Regions from separate parts of the Mus musculus genome. Here regions 1, 2, 3 and 4 are each linked to region 5. Evidence: chromatin contacts called from public Hi-C and HiChIP or PLAC-seq data. All regions are on one chromosome and are shown on one strand. Each heading gives the region's core, a stretch centred on a gene start, on an enhancer-like site or on the middle of the called end of the contact. The rest is flanking DNA. Distances are from core to core; before and after follow the strand shown. Region 1 holds the start of Arhgap31 (Rho GTPase activating protein 31). Region 2 overlaps B4galt4 (UDP-Gal:betaGlcNAc beta 1,4-galactosyltransferase, polypeptide 4). Region 3 overlaps Gpr156 (G protein-coupled receptor 156). Region 4 holds the start of Upk1b (uroplakin 1B). Region 5 holds the start of Cox17 (cytochrome c oxidase assembly protein 17, copper chaperone).

The links. A called contact is a pair of places that touch in the nucleus more often than the background predicts. HiChIP or PLAC-seq counts read pairs in DNA pulled down with a chosen protein or histone mark.
Region 1: an H3K27ac HiChIP or PLAC-seq map of bone marrow-derived dendritic cells shows a contact between it and region 5, with 5 times the contacts expected there. The contact joins the promoter of Arhgap31 here to the promoter of Cox17 in region 5. A contact is called at or near these places in 20 of 39 promoter capture datasets (the 3T3-L1 cell line, the C10 cell line, the HPC-7 cell line and 14 more), 23 of 484 Hi-C or Micro-C datasets (B cells, CD4 T cells, CD8 T cells and 18 more), 5 of 115 datasets of contacts at active chromatin or transcription factors (the 230-238 cell line, bone marrow-derived dendritic cells, extraembryonic endoderm stem cells and 2 more) and 3 of 9 other capture datasets (adipose tissue, liver and macrophages).
Region 2: an H3K4me3 HiChIP or PLAC-seq map of the 230-238 cell line shows a contact between it and region 5, with 12 read pairs. The contact joins the enhancer-like site here to the promoter of Cox17 in region 5. A contact is called at or near these places in 12 of 39 promoter capture datasets (the 3T3-L1 cell line, the C10 cell line, the HPC-7 cell line and 6 more), 3 of 115 datasets of contacts at active chromatin or transcription factors (the 230-238 cell line, bone marrow-derived macrophages and memory CD8 T cells) and 2 of 9 other capture datasets (adipose tissue and liver).
Region 3: a contact with region 5 is called in a Hi-C map of cortical neurons, with 2.6 times the contacts expected there. The contact joins the enhancer-like site here to the promoter of Cox17 in region 5. A contact is called at or near these places in 13 of 39 promoter capture datasets (the 3T3-L1 cell line, 3T3-L1-derived adipocytes, the C10 cell line and 5 more), 1 of 15 datasets of contacts at CTCF or cohesin (pro-B cells), 8 of 484 Hi-C or Micro-C datasets (the N1E-115 cell line, Th1 cells, cerebral cortex and 4 more), 1 of 115 datasets of contacts at active chromatin or transcription factors (extraembryonic endoderm stem cells) and 1 of 9 other capture datasets (adipose tissue).
Region 4: an H3K27ac HiChIP or PLAC-seq map of microglia shows a contact between it and region 5, with 5 times the contacts expected there. The contact joins the promoter of Upk1b here to the promoter of Cox17 in region 5. A contact is called at or near these places in 1 of 39 promoter capture datasets (HPC-7-derived erythroid cells), 2 of 484 Hi-C or Micro-C datasets (the N1E-115 cell line and embryonic stem cells), 3 of 115 datasets of contacts at active chromatin or transcription factors (bone marrow-derived macrophages, microglia and stem cell-derived neural progenitor cells) and 2 of 9 other capture datasets (adipose tissue and liver).

Annotation. Positions count from the first base shown.
Region 1 is chr16:38,711,767-38,714,588 of GRCm38.p6, reverse strand. It overlaps Arhgap31 (Rho GTPase activating protein 31), which reads left to right and starts at 1,554. Exons shown (of 12, transcript NM_020260.2): 1 at 1,554-2,015. The coding sequence starts at 1,916.
Region 2 is chr16:38,759,409-38,762,267 of GRCm38.p6, reverse strand. All of the region lies in intron 4 of B4galt4 (UDP-Gal:betaGlcNAc beta 1,4-galactosyltransferase, polypeptide 4), which reads right to left. Among named protein-coding and RNA genes, the nearest start is that of B4galt4, 19 kb to the right of the region's middle. Within about 2 kb of position 1,262, at least 58 of the 459 cell types and tissues checked have an H3K27ac peak or open chromatin away from gene starts, as enhancers often do. A contact at or near this core is called in the 230-238 cell line, bone marrow-derived macrophages and pre-B cells, where this site is marked.
Region 3 is chr16:37,972,774-37,975,473 of GRCm38.p6, reverse strand. All of the region lies in intron 3 of Gpr156 (G protein-coupled receptor 156), which reads right to left. Among named protein-coding and RNA genes, the nearest start is that of Gm36225, 14 kb to the left of the region's middle. Within about 2 kb of position 1,448, at least 55 of the 459 cell types and tissues checked have an H3K27ac peak or open chromatin away from gene starts, as enhancers often do. A contact at or near this core is called in cerebral cortex and cortical neurons, where this site is marked.
Region 4 is chr16:38,798,879-38,801,578 of GRCm38.p6, reverse strand. It overlaps Upk1b (uroplakin 1B), which reads left to right and starts at 1,376. Exons shown (of 8, transcript NM_178924.4): 1 at 1,376-1,431.
Region 5 is chr16:38,345,518-38,348,301 of GRCm38.p6, reverse strand. It overlaps Cox17 (cytochrome c oxidase assembly protein 17, copper chaperone), which reads right to left and starts at 1,303. Exons shown (of 3, transcript NM_001017429.2): 1 at 1,095-1,303. The coding sequence starts at 1,201.

The sequences.
Region 1 (2,822 bases), core at 305-2,804, 370 kb before region 5:
TCCCGTGAACGTCAGCTCGGCCATGGGCTGCAGCCAATCAGGGAGTGATGCGTCCTAGGCAATTGTTGTTCTCTTTTAAATAGAAGGGGTTTCGTTTTTCTCTCTCTCTTGCTTCTTACACTCTGGCCCCAAAAAGATGTAAGCAATAAAGCTTTGCCGTAGAAGATTCTGGTTGTTGTGTTCTTCCTGGCCGGTCGTGAGAACGCGACGAATAACAGACAGGCAGAGGTGCCTCCAAACTAGAAGGCTTGTCTTGAAAGCCAGCCGCCGTGTCTTAACGTATGGCACTCCTTGTTTTACGAGAACGCACTTGTGGTATAAGCAGAGCTTCCTTCCCACAGGAGACGACAGAAATCCAGCTTTCTTACGGAGAAACATCTTAATTCTTTAGTGTTGGCTAAATTTTTTTTTAAACAATATGTTCCAAACAAAACACATCTGTAGGCCAAATTTGGTAGGCTGGCTATCAGGTTATGTCTGGACATAGAGAGAAGGTCAGAGTTCAAAGTTCATAAACTGCCATGATGGCTTTTAAGAGGAATCAGTAACTAAAATGCAACACATAATACTTTTGCCAGCTATATGAATGTACCTACCCTTCAAGCCTATATATGGATTTGAATGGATGCAGGAAGTTTAATCTAATCTTTGAGTTGTCAAGGCACAAGACTTTAAGTGTTCACTGTGTGCTGAGTACACACGAGTCAAGGAATTCCAACTAAAGCAGGAAAAACATGCCGGGGTGAAAACATACGCCTCAAGTTTTAAAACAACCTGGGAGACTGGCAAAATGTCAGCGCCCCTTAAATCTTGGTTTCTTTACTCAAATCTCTTGCAGTTAGTAAGATCGGGATGTGTGTGTGCGTGTGTGTGTGTGTGTGTGTGTGTGTGTGTGTGTGTGTGTGCCTGAACTTGAGTTTGTAACTAGAAATATAACTTCTTCCTGGGCAGTGGTTACAAAGCTGCACCTCTCTCTCGCCCGAGGGTATCCTAACCTCAGCGTGGGAGAGGAGACGTCTGGGCTTCAGGGACCGCAGACCCAGGCAAAGAGAGATGGGAGTGGCCAACGTAAAGGCTTTGCCGGTCAGGTTTCTGGAATCCCAGTCTTTGTTACTGTCACTACACTTAAGTGTCGACGGAGGAGAAAGGCAGGCACTGAAATAGAAAGTGTCAGGACTGGGATGACAAGGAGAGCAATTCCATGAGCACCCATCCCGAGCCCTCCCTGCAGAGTCCGGCGCCGCCTCCTGCGCTGTGCAAAGAGCCTGACTGGCGGCAGGAAGCGGGCGGGCGGCCGCGGCTCCTCGCGAGGCCGATTTCCTCCGGGACGGCCCTGGGCGATACTCTGGACTAGCAGAGCCACTTCGGGAGAGCGCGATCTCTCCCCCAGCCCGCGCAGCTCAACCCACCCACTTACTTCCTTCGACTGCACTCACAAACACACACACACACACACACACACACACACAGCTGCCAAAAATTTCCAACCTCCGCCCCCCTCCGGAGCTGACTTCCTTCCAGCGCTTCCTGAGCTGGACGATCCTGGGATTTGTAAGACAGGAAAAAAGGGACGGCGCAAGGGCGGGCAAGGGGACGTGATGCTGGCTGTTCGCGGTCCTCCAGCGCTCTGAAGGCAGAGCGCGGGCCTAGGGCGGAGCACACTCAGCCCCGGGGCGGTCCCCTAACCGCCGCGCCCCGGCCCCGGCTCCTCGCAAGGCTCAGCCGAGAAGCGCGGGGAGACGCCGCCGGAGCCCGAGTAGGGAGGTGACACCCGCCCGGGGCGGTGCACGGCCCAATCTGCGCGCCCATGCGGACCCGCGGCGCCGCTCTGCCCTGGTGACCCGACCCCGAAACCCTCATCAGCGGTGCGGAGCAGAGAGCGCAGACGGAGGGGCAGCCTCTGTGGGGCTAACTCATGAAGAACAAGGGTGCCAAGCAGAAGCTGAAACGAAAGGGAGCCGCCAGTGCGTTTGGATGTGACCTGACGGAGTATCTGGAAAGTTCGGGACAGGATGGTAATGTACCCCCCCCCCTTTTTTTTTTTTGTTTAAGAGCGATGGATTTCTCTTGGGGTGTGCTGGATGCAGTTCACAAGTTAATGTGTTCCAGGCTCGTGCGCTCACTGTACTTTAATAGGAAAAAAAAAAAAAAAAAAAAAAGACAGTTCTTAACCACATCGCCTCCACCCCACAGTGCAGGAGCTGGGTCTGTCCATCCGACGTGTCACAGGAGCGGTGGATGAGCAGTGGTGTAGCTGTGGCGTTTACTGGCCATTTCTGAGGCTGAAGCCCCGGGAGGGAGGCTCGGGTCTTAAACTTTGGGTATTGAAAGGGAAAGATGAGGGGGTGACTGACGTGTGGTGAATCTCTCTGGATGTATCATTGTGATCATCTTAAATGTGCCTCCTGTACTGGAAGGTTTCACCGGCTCACATCCTTTTTTATTAATGTGGTAGGAGGCAGTGTGCTGGGGGTGGGGCGGGGAATCCTGGCTGGGGGAGTGCTTGCACAAACATTTTCTGTATTTCTGAGTTGATGCCAAATATACAGTACCTCCCCCGACCCCCCCCCCACCTCACCACCACCACCCTTTACCTCCTCCTGCCTTTTCAGAGGGGCCTTTGGTGTGTCCTGCGAGCAGTGTGTCGTAAGAAGGTCAGAGGGCCTCAGCTTTAAAAGAGTTTAGGATATAGAAGAGCGTCTCTGGTTTTTTTTTTTTTAAGTCAGCTTGGAAAAAGAAAAAGAGGAGCCAGTGGAAACAGTTTAAACATTTGGTGGGTGGGGAAAAATGAAAACAAACTATACTGGGATAACACCGTCTTG
Region 2 (2,859 bases), core at 13-2,512, 410 kb before region 5:
AGGGTGGGAGGAATGTCAGAGAGTAGCTCCCAGGATAAAAGGACTCTTATCCCACTGACCTGTCAGCAAGCTGGGCTAAGGCTAACCCTTAATACAACTCTGGCATCCTCCCAAACTGCAGCTGGAGGGAGCTACTAAACAGAACCATGTGACCACAGAGACGATTTCAAACTTTTCACGGACTTCAGCCAACTAAATACCGATGTTTTCCAGACAAAAAGAAAACCCAAAAGAATGACACTCAATACACTGTAGACATTTCCAACCTAACACCTGGTATCCCCAAAGCTCCTCTGAGGTTGAGTGGTTTCTATGCTCCTCATACAAACTAGTCCCTATGTATCCCATAACAGTTAGAGATATAGTTATATTTATCAACTTTTACCATGAAAATACCTGCGGGAAACAATCTTAAAAGAGGGCAATTTTATTTTTGCTCATAGTTTCCTTCAGTCCATGGCCAGCTCGCTCCATTGCTGATGGGCCTGTGGCCAGTGAGAATATCACAGTGGAAAAGATATGGTTGGTAGGGACGGCTACTCACTTCATGACAGTTAAGACACAAAGATGAGGACGAGGAACAGGACAATATATAGTCCCTGGGGACACACTTCTAGTGACCCGCTTCCTCCAAGTCTAAAAATACCCACAACCCCAAATCTAAAAATACCCACCACTTCCCATTAATGTCATAGGATTATAAATCCATCATTAATCACTGATTTGGTCATTGCCATCATAATCTGACTGTCTCTGGAGATGCCTTCCCAGGCACCTCTGAGCTATATCCAACTGATCTTATTGCCCCCTCTCAGTCTAGTCAAGTTGAAAACCAAGACTGACCATCACGATCACATTCATGAACTTAACAATGAAGGGACTCTTAACTATCATAAAACAAAACAAAACAAAACAAAACAAAACCAAAAACAGCTACATCAGGGCCATGTGGATAGAAATAGTGGCCCCACATAACCTCCTAGGCAGCAAAGAGAAGTTTTTATGAGAGACCTGGCATGCATGCTCTAGAAGGGACTGCTAGTACTTACGATGCTCCAAGTAGCTAGCTGAGAGCACAGGATTACCGGGGGCCTTCCCTCCTAGAGCTCTGAACTGAACAACCCCAGGTTCTTAGGAACCACAGCCACAGCAAGAGGAGCAGGGTCTGGAAGGACCCAGATGTACAGATGAGGGAGGATACGGTGTGAGACCCTGGTGAGGAAGTGCGTAGGCTAAGGAGCACTGAGCCCAGCTTTGCTGTGGGGAGGAGCAGCAGATGCCTCCAGGGAAACCACAGAACTGCTCTTACCGTTGTTATCCAGCAAACGCCTCTGTGTGTACTGACTTTTGCTTTTGATCCTTTTTCTGGAAGAGGGTACATTTTAAGAGGCCCTCAAGTGAGTTTACAACTATATTTTAAAGGGCTGTAAGGTCCCCAGAATGAGGAAGATGGAGTCATACAGTTACAATGGAGTCCTTGGAGAAAGGAGGCGGGCACGGAGGAGTTATTAGCAACAAAATTCACCATGAATCTGAAACACTTGGGCAAGGTACTTTAACTTCCTGCCACTGAATGTGTGGCAGGTGAAAACATTTCCATTTGGTTTGGTTTGGTTCTGTTTCACAGTCCAGGCTGTTTATTCCTTTTCGTACCTTAAGCTACAAATTCATACAGGATTAGCTCCAGCAGCTCAGACTCCTACGAAGTGTCCAGCTCTGGGTGGCGCAGGCTGGTACTTTAGCTGATCCCAGGTGCCCTTCTCTTTGGCTTCCTTGACTTCTGATCCTTTTCCTTCACCCCTTCCAGGAAGCTGTCTTTGGTCTCAGAGTACTTGATATGCTCAAGTCACACATGAGTTCTCTTGGCAAGAACCTTGCCCTTAACTTGCTAGCTTACAATGATTCCCACAGCACGCTGGGTGGTGATGTAGACTCTTCCAGTTTTGCCACAGTCACACTTAAGGGACATTTCCTTATGAACAGTGCCCAGTCCCTTGATGTCAACAATACCAACCTCCTTATAGATTCGCATGCATGAGGCAAAAGGAACAAGTCCATATTTCCTACAAGGCCTAGAGAACAGAGACCCAGTGTCCCTCCTCTTCCTCTTTGTGATTGTAGGCGAAAACATTTCTTATACCTACACCCATGGGGCTGTTGGGACAATGAAGAAGCCAGAGCTCAGTGATGTTATAACACAGTGATACAGAGCTGCCATCAGAAGTCACGGAGACCCTGAAACTGAAATTGCCTGCCACCTGCAGCAGAATTTTGCCCAGGATAGCAATGGTAAGGAGGTGCCACAAAAGGGGCGGGGGGGGGGGGGGACTGGCAGGTGGGCATGTGCATGATCCATACAATAAAACTGGACCAAAGTAAGATCTAAGTCTGAAGGGATGGGTAAGAAGTACAAAGCAAATATAACTCAGTGGTGGAGAACCTGCATACTGCAAAGGCCTCATGTTTTTCTCTCGTCAGCGTGTGTGCACGCATGCACACACATACACACTCTGGGCCACCGTTTTTCTCCGAGCTTACATTTAAATCACAAGGTAAGCGTATTCGATTCTGCAAGGAAGACAAAGGCTTGCTGATGGTGTCTGGGAAGAGCAGCAGTGTCTGGCCAGATGTAAGGGAAAGTTAAACAGCAAGCTAGGTACAGGCCATCTCTTAAAGTGCACAGTCTCTGATGGAGGCCATGATGGTCACACCAGAGTGTAAGGTCAAAATCAGGTCCCAGTGGACAATTATCTCTTCATGCTGATGGCCAGGTTAACACCATGATACAATGTAGACTCTCTCAGTCCACAGCCTGTCCTTAATCCCCCCTCCCACCCACCCACCCCCCGCCACCTCCTC
Region 3 (2,700 bases), core at 199-2,698, 370 kb after region 5:
GTATCCCTGACTATTCTTGAACTTGCTATGCGTTCCAGGCTGGAATTGAACTCACAGAGATTCACATACCTCTGCTTGACCAGAGCTGGAATTAAAGGTGTGTACCACCACATCTGATCTTTTTAATTTTAAACCACAGTCCATTAAAACTTTAACTCCTTGTCTTCTCCTGAAAGCTGTTTCTCCACCCTCCATCTCCGTTTGCTTGGACCCAAAACCTTGGCGTCATTGTTGACTCTTCCTTCCTTCCCACATCCAATCTGTTGTGAAACCTCATTGGTTCTATTCTTGAAATACAACCAGAACTCAGCTGCTTCTTCTCTACCTCTGCTGCCACCAACTGATCAAAGTCTTCCTTGCAATAGCCTCTCAGCTGCTCTCCCAGCATCTGTCCTGGAACTTCCTTCTCTAAGGCGACTATAAGCCCCTGCCGGTGATCACCAAAGTGCTAGAGATCAGAGGGTGTCATGAACTGGCTTAATGTCCATGCGTTAGACAAGGAGGTCTGCTGGGTAACAGAAGTGGCTTCTGGGTGTCTTTCTGGACTTCTCTGGAATGGCTGAGGCTTCCCTGATGTTACTGCACACAGAAAGACCAGTTATTTTGGGGTCTCTATGTGCAATGCGTTTCTGCAGGCTATGGGTGTTGACCAAGCTGAGTCCTCACTGAGGAGTCTCGTGTGGGTGAGGCTCTCCTGGGCTTTCCTCTCAGCATAGCGATGAAGGAAGCCTGAAAATAAACGAGAGATCCTAACAGGGTATTTGTGAAGCTCTGTGCGCTCTCAGCCTCTGTTTCTAGGAAACCGAAGGGTCTGTGGGAGTATTCATTCACATATGCATGTGCACACGTATGTTCACTTGTCTCCAATGAGATCAGGCTACTCCAAAAGCTCTTTTCCATTGGCGGAATCCTTCCAGGGGAATTCTCCTAGGAAATGCTTTTGTCTAACACACCTCCCAGGTCATGAGGCTCAGCTCTGTGAGGTAGACCTCATCTTTGACCACACAGCTTCCTAACTTTCAGTGGCTGTTAGTGACAGAAGTGAACAGCACACATCACTCTCCCTGGCTTCAGAAAACCTGCTCATCCTGGACCGTCCAGCTGTTTGCAGCTGGACAGGGGAAGTAATAACTTCTTTTATATCCTTAAAGCCTCGAGTGCTGGGTGGGCCTGGCCTCTCTCAGCTCAACTGCTTTTCTGTAGTCCTCAGTGCTTGCACAGATTTATTTTAATCTGGAGAGGGGAAAATTTCCACCCACCAGCCTGTCATTTTGGACCTACAGTCACTGAAGCTATAAAGGACCCGGAAGGACAGGGCTACAGAATAAACCAAACGATTAGCAGTAGTCAAATCCGATGAGACCCAAGACGCCTTCCAGCTCCTTCCTTTTCAAATCATTTGAGCCACTGCGTCTTTCCCCTGCTGCAGGCTTATCAGCAAGCCAGTCACGTGCATTTCTGCCTCACTTCCTTAGCCAGTAAGAACAGACTGACCTGGATTCCAGAGATGTGGTGGATTTTATAGCCCAATCAACCGATCATCCAAATATAAGCTTTAGTTATTAAGCACAAAAGAAAACTTGCCAAACGTCCTGGCCCCAGATTCTCCTTTAGCCGATGGTCTCAGTGTCCTGTGCTTTCCTGGCAGCTCCTCTCATTCATGGCCATTTTTGTGTCAAACATTAATTCCTGAATAGGAACCTATCAAAGCATTAAGAAGTGGGAATGGCAAAGCAGATGGGACAGAACCTCTGCCCTCAGCTCGTGAGGCTACCTCTTCCCCGGGTTTCAACATTTTCACTACAAAGATTCCTTTCTTATTCCTCTTGTAAAATAGAATAAAAATGTAATTCAACACTAACAGTTCTTTTCTCTCTATCCAGGGCAATTTAACACACACACACACACACACACACACACAGTCTCACACACACACACAGTCACACACACACACACACACACACACACACACACACACGAATGGACTCACATACACGTGTATGCAGGCACACTTGTACACCGTGCACGCGCACACAGACACAGACAGACAGACAGACACACACACACATGCACACAGGCATACTTACACACCATGCACGCACGCACACACACACACACACACACACGAGAATATATAGATTTAAATTTTTAAAAATTACATTTCTTTGTGTGTGCGTTGGCATCTGTGTACCATGTCACACATGGAGGGTTCAGAGAACAACTCACAGGAGCTGACTCTGCCCTCCTGTCACGTGAGATCTCAGAGCATCCAGCTTAGTGACAAGTGTCGTTACCTGCTGAGCTATCTCCATGGCCCATATTTCATATTTCAGAATTCATAGCTCTCCTGGGCTACAAACATAAGAGAATACCAATTCAAAACTGCATCCTTGTAAGCATTTTAAAAGCTGAAATACGGAAATTTAGACTTCCATTTCAGAGCAAACGCCTGTTACCTCATTGTGTGGGCTCAGGTGTAGGACAGTAGTGAAAGGGACAGGGAAGACCCCTAGTGAGCAGAAAGGGGAAGCAGAAAGAGCTCTTATTGAGGAAGCCTGCTTCATCTAGGAGTATTATGGTTGCATTTGATAGTGATTTTGAAACCAAACAAAACAACAACAACAAAAAAACCCCAAATTCCCAAATGTGTATTTCCACATCTCACACAATTGAAAAATATTTCAAATGTGCTTTTAAACA
Region 4 (2,700 bases), core at 127-2,626, 450 kb before region 5:
TAGCAGTCGCCCAAACCTTACCACCCAAATGGCTTCCTCTTAACATTTGCTGAAAGTTCTTCCTAAAGCTGAAATTCATATCTATTTTTAGAAAAAAAAAATAAAGTTGTATCGACTCAGACAGAATACTTGGTAAGCAGAGCTGTTTTGTTACGTTGTAATTTGCTGCTTTTCGTCTTTAGCTTCTAGAATTGGTCCTGAGGCAACGTGAACTTTCACAAACATTTGTTGAGTAAATGGCCAAACTTATTTTCCTGGAACTGTTTTTATGTGGCTTCGTTTCTAACCATTGTGTAGAATTTTATTGGATGAATTGCCCTGGTCATCCAAGCGGACTCTGGAACACTGAGGGGGAAGAAGGCATGGAGAGGGACATAGGCATCTCACACTGTCCCCTTTCAAACATTGACTGAGTCCCATCGTCAGTCTTGCTCAGGAACTGGACAGCTATGGACATCTGTTCCTCACGGTACCCTCACCTAAAGACATAGGTCACAGAGGCAGCCAGTGCAGAGCTCAGACAGGCCATTCTCTTCAAAGCTGTCAGTGCGTAGCCGAGGCTGTCCCACCTACATCCTGCTCGTGTTTCTATGGTCACGGATCTCAGGGTACTTGCTAATGAGCGCACTGCATGCTAACTCTGTCTCCTGAGTAAGAAGAGCCTTTGGGGAGATAGCACTAATCTATGAGGAGTTCCCAATCTATTGATTAAAGTGCTCAGACCTTTCTAATATTGCTGCCTTTACTACCCCTCAACACCAGACTAAACTAACCATGTGTTGCTATTTTCCCATTAAAAGCAATATTCTTCACGCTGTGTTTACGTGGCTCAGTGGTCCTGAAGGAAGGGACAGAGACAGGAAGGACCTAGTTAGACATAAAAGCATTACTTGATCCTGTCTCTTCATTTGCATTTCTCCATCTGTGTTTCCAACTTTCTTCTCCTTTAGTAGTTGCTGAGATACTCACCTAATGAATATTAGTGACCCCTCGAATATAGCCTGTGGTGTGGTTACAGAAACTCGCCCTGGCCCTGACCCTGCGCAAGTAGAGGAGGGAGCATGAGCTGGTTTCTTTAATAAGCAAAGTCTTAGTGATCCGATCAAGCTAAGGAACAACAGCTAAACACACACACACACACACACACACACACACACACACACACACACACACACACACACACACACACTCAGAGATGTACATTCCAAAGCAGCAGAGATCTGCCCACAGTGCTTCCTGCTCAGCCAGGCAGGTTCAGGCAGCATCAGGCGCGGCCCATGTGAGATGCCTCCTCCCACTCACAGACCACCCTTCCCCGGACCGGAGCGTCAGAGGATACAGTGGGGTAGAAAAGCATCTCAGGCTGGTGCCTGCTGCAGAGTGAGTCTGTGCAGCACCGGAGAAGAAGGCAGAGGAGACCAGGCAGCCGGTGTGAGTACAGAGACTTCTCAGAGCAGCCCACTGGCTCTCTATTCTCCTGCGAGTACGGACAAACAGGGGCTATACACTGTAACTAACATTAGAATCTGTCTCTTTTGTAATTTTGAGATCTTATAACTCTTCTGGAAAATGTTCTTTGGCTAATTATCTGTCCCTTTGCCTGACAACGGTTCCTGTTTTTGTCAGAAATCATTTGATCTGACAAGCCTTCCTTTAAAAGGATCTGTGGGTCAGTTTCTTCACAGGTCTTTTCTGCAAACAGGTCTGTGTAATCAGTATGTGGGCTAGAGTAAGTTAACAAATTAGTTTTATCTAATCAAGGCTACTTTTACAAGACCGATCTTTACTGTTCACTAATGAGTTGATCCATCAGGAGCTGCAGGTTATAAATATGTTTATTCTTATCTTTTTACACAAATTGTTTCGAGTAACACCAGTATTATTGGATATTTGTACTTTTATAATTATGGTTACAAGCCTAAATTTTCATTTCTCAGTAGCTTTAGGCATTTTTAAGGACATTGATGGTTTTTTTAAATTAATTTTAAGGTCTTTATAAAAGTCAAGGCGATGCTTATAGACCATTTCTTGCTGAGCAAAACTGATAAACACAGCAGGAAAAAAGGCAATACACTTCGTGCCTGTGCGTTATTTTCTTTATATAGCTAATACAGATGCTGTGATTTTTCTAGTTCCATGAGGAAGTAGCTCTTCTCTTGATAAATCTTCCCAATGAGTGTAAAACTGCTCTTGTGTTTTGCTGGTTTGCTTTCTCTTATACTAGGCTTAAAAAAAAAAAACTTTCCTGTATTTTCTTTTAACTACCCAAAGGGACTTGTATAAACATTTAGATTGCAAGGGAAGTTAGGCAAGAGGAGTAAACAAAACTTCAAATTTTCTTTTTCTCACTCTTGCGTACATTCCGAACCAGTGTGGATCCGTCCAGCATCTGCTGGACCCTCCTCTGCAATCTGGGCTTGATGGCTCTGCAGGCTGCCCACAGCCTGATGAGCCACTGATGCCTATCTAGGACAGAGCCCACATGGAAGGGGAAGGCCCCTGTTTGTCCTTCTCTTCCATTCCCTCTCCCCTACTCCCTCCCTTCTGTTTTCTTAATCCAAATTTCTCTAGTGTGGGTGAGTTTGAGGTGTGGTTTGTATATTCTTTCATGCAAGAAATCTGAGCAAGGAAAAGAGGTACTGAACTCAAAAATGCAATCGCATGACTGGTAGGTGAGCCTCACCTCTCTTCTGCTTTGAA
Region 5 (2,784 bases), core at 54-2,553:
CAGGTTACCTTGGTATTTCAAGAACCTTGGTATCAGATCGATCTTTAAATTCTCCATTTATAGGTAGTGATAATAATAACTGGTTACACTCTTATTACCTTACAATACCAAGGAATACTTTGTTTTGTGTATTTTTCTATTTTTATTTTGAGACATGGTCTCACTCGGATGTTCAGGCTAGACTTAAAACTGTTTCAGTCTCTCCGGTAATGAAATCACACCATGAGAATCCATATTTGTTTCTCCGAGTATTTTTCTGCTTTGATGGGAGAAGATGGAGATGCATAGCCACACTGAGGACTTCAGTATCTGCCCCAGAACCCAGGCTACATAAAAGGGAGGAGACCAAACAAAACCTTTTGTGACTTGATGATAAAGTCGATGAACATTAATATCACCTCTGTCCTGTAGACAAGTTTTACAATTTGTTTTTATGTGTATAGGTGTTTTGCCTGCACACCATGTGTGTGCAGTGCCCGCAATAGCTAGAAGGGGGTGTCAGATTATTCTGGGGTTGGAATTACACAAGATTGTTAACAGTCGTGTGGGTGCTGGGAATCGAAACTAGGCCCTCTGGAAGGTCAACCAGGGCTTTTATCCACTTAGCCATCTCTCCAGCTCCAGACAGGTTGACTTTTAACTTCTTGGAAAGGGTATCCCTTCAGAAATGTATCCTGTGTTCTACTATTCACACGTTTCGACCAAAAAAAAAAAAAATTACTAAAGATTACCTGAAAAATTTACACCTAGGTCTTAGTAAATCTATCACAGCTGGTGGTATAGTATTGGCTGGTAACAAATCTCCACATATTTTAAATGCCTTTAAATCAAGAAGCATCTTTACGCACTTCTATTTATCTGGGTCTTATCCCTAAGAAGACTAAAATGCAATCGTAGTAAGGAATGAAGGACGAGAACCTTGGGATCAATGTAACCTCTTGCCCTCTCCGTTGACCCCTAACTGAGACTGGGGTGCGGGATCAGGGAGCAGAGAGGACAGCGGAACTATGGGTCCCTGCATCTCCAGAGTCCCAGAGAGCAGAGTGGAGCCGAGCTGCTAAAGCCCGGGCTTCCCTCCCGGGCTACGCACTGACCACGCATCACGCGCCTTCTTGGTTTCCGGGCAGGCACAGCAGGGCTTCAGTGGCTTCTTCTCCTGAGCCTCGGGCGGGGCAGGGCTAGCGGCCGCCAGTCCCGGCATCTTTCCAGGCGAAAGCAACTATGAGCGCACACGCGCAAAGCTCCCAAACTCCGACTACCCTGAGCCGTCTGTCTCCACTTCCGCAGTCAATCGAAGGGGGACAGGAAGTCCCGCCTCTCCGGACGGAAGTAAGTCTAAGAAGCGCGTGCGCAAAAGAAGTGGTACAAGGCCTCGCTCCAAGGGCGTGGCGTCAGCGCTGGCGCAAAGGTTAAAAGGTCACCCAGAATGGTTTTTGTTTTTGTTTTGTTTTTGAGATTGTAATTTAATTACATCATTTTCCCTTTCCCTTTCCTTTCTACAAATCCTTACATATACATACCCATTCCCCACTATCCTTCAAATTCATGGCCTTTTCCTCCCTAATTGTTATTGCATGCTTATATGTATACATGCATACATATATTCCTATATGACCCATTCAGTCCAGTATAATGCTAACTGTATTCGTATTTTCAGGGCTGACCTTTTGGTACTGGACAAGCAGTAGCAGATCCGGGTTCCACCCTGGGATATTTTATGGTCTTTCTTCCTTCCTGCTTTGTAGACATTCTGCAGATACAGATACAAAGGCCCCCTACCTCCTATTTCTCTCCGGCATATATGCTAAATTTTCAGATAATATATCATGACACAGTAGTCATGAAAGAAGATAAGATTTTTTTCTACTTTCAACAACTGTGATGGGCTGTCTCTGTCTCTCTGTCTCTGTTTCTCTCTCTCTCTCTCTCTCTCTCTCTCTCTCTCTCTCTCTGTGTGTGTGTGTGTGTGTGTGTGTGTGTGTGTGTGTGTGTTTTGGATAAGTAAATGACATGGTAACTGATACTGAAAGTGTAACCCCCTCAGTAGAGCTCCATTGCTTCAAATCAACCATTCTAATTGTATTCAAGTTCACTAAGATGTACAGCATTGAGTGGCTTCCTTAAACTAGCTGTAGGTCAGGAAAAAAGTGGTTTGTAGTTATTTATTGTATGTATCTGAGTACACTGTAGCTGTCTTCAGACACACCAGAAGAGGGCATCAGATCTCATCACAGATAGTCATGAGCCACCATGTAATTGCTGGGAATTGAACTCAGAATCTCCAGAAGAGCAGCCAATACTCTTAACCAGTGAGCCATTTCTTCACACACACCCAAAAAAGTGGTTTTAATTTTAATATAAATATTTATAGACAAAGTCTCTAGCCTAAGCTGGCCTTGAATGATCTGTGGATGACCCTGAACTGATTATTAAATGTTGGAATTACAAGTGTGTGCCATCCTTTCCTGGTATATAAGGACTTCCTGCATGTTAGGCAAATAGTCTACAAACTGGGTTACATACCCTCAGCTCCTAAACTGGTTTTATTAATTGTGCAATCAGATATTTGTCATTATACCAATTAACAGAATTAAAAATGCCTTTTCCTGGCATTTCTTAAATTCAACTAGGATCAATATAATCTTCAGCATCACAGCTTCCCTGTATAGAGTTGAGCGTGAGAGGCATTTAATCTTCATAACAAACGGAGGTTCAGAAGGGCATATGATTCATTCAGAGCTACATAGCTCATGAGGTTCCATCTCTCCCCATGGTCCATGCACT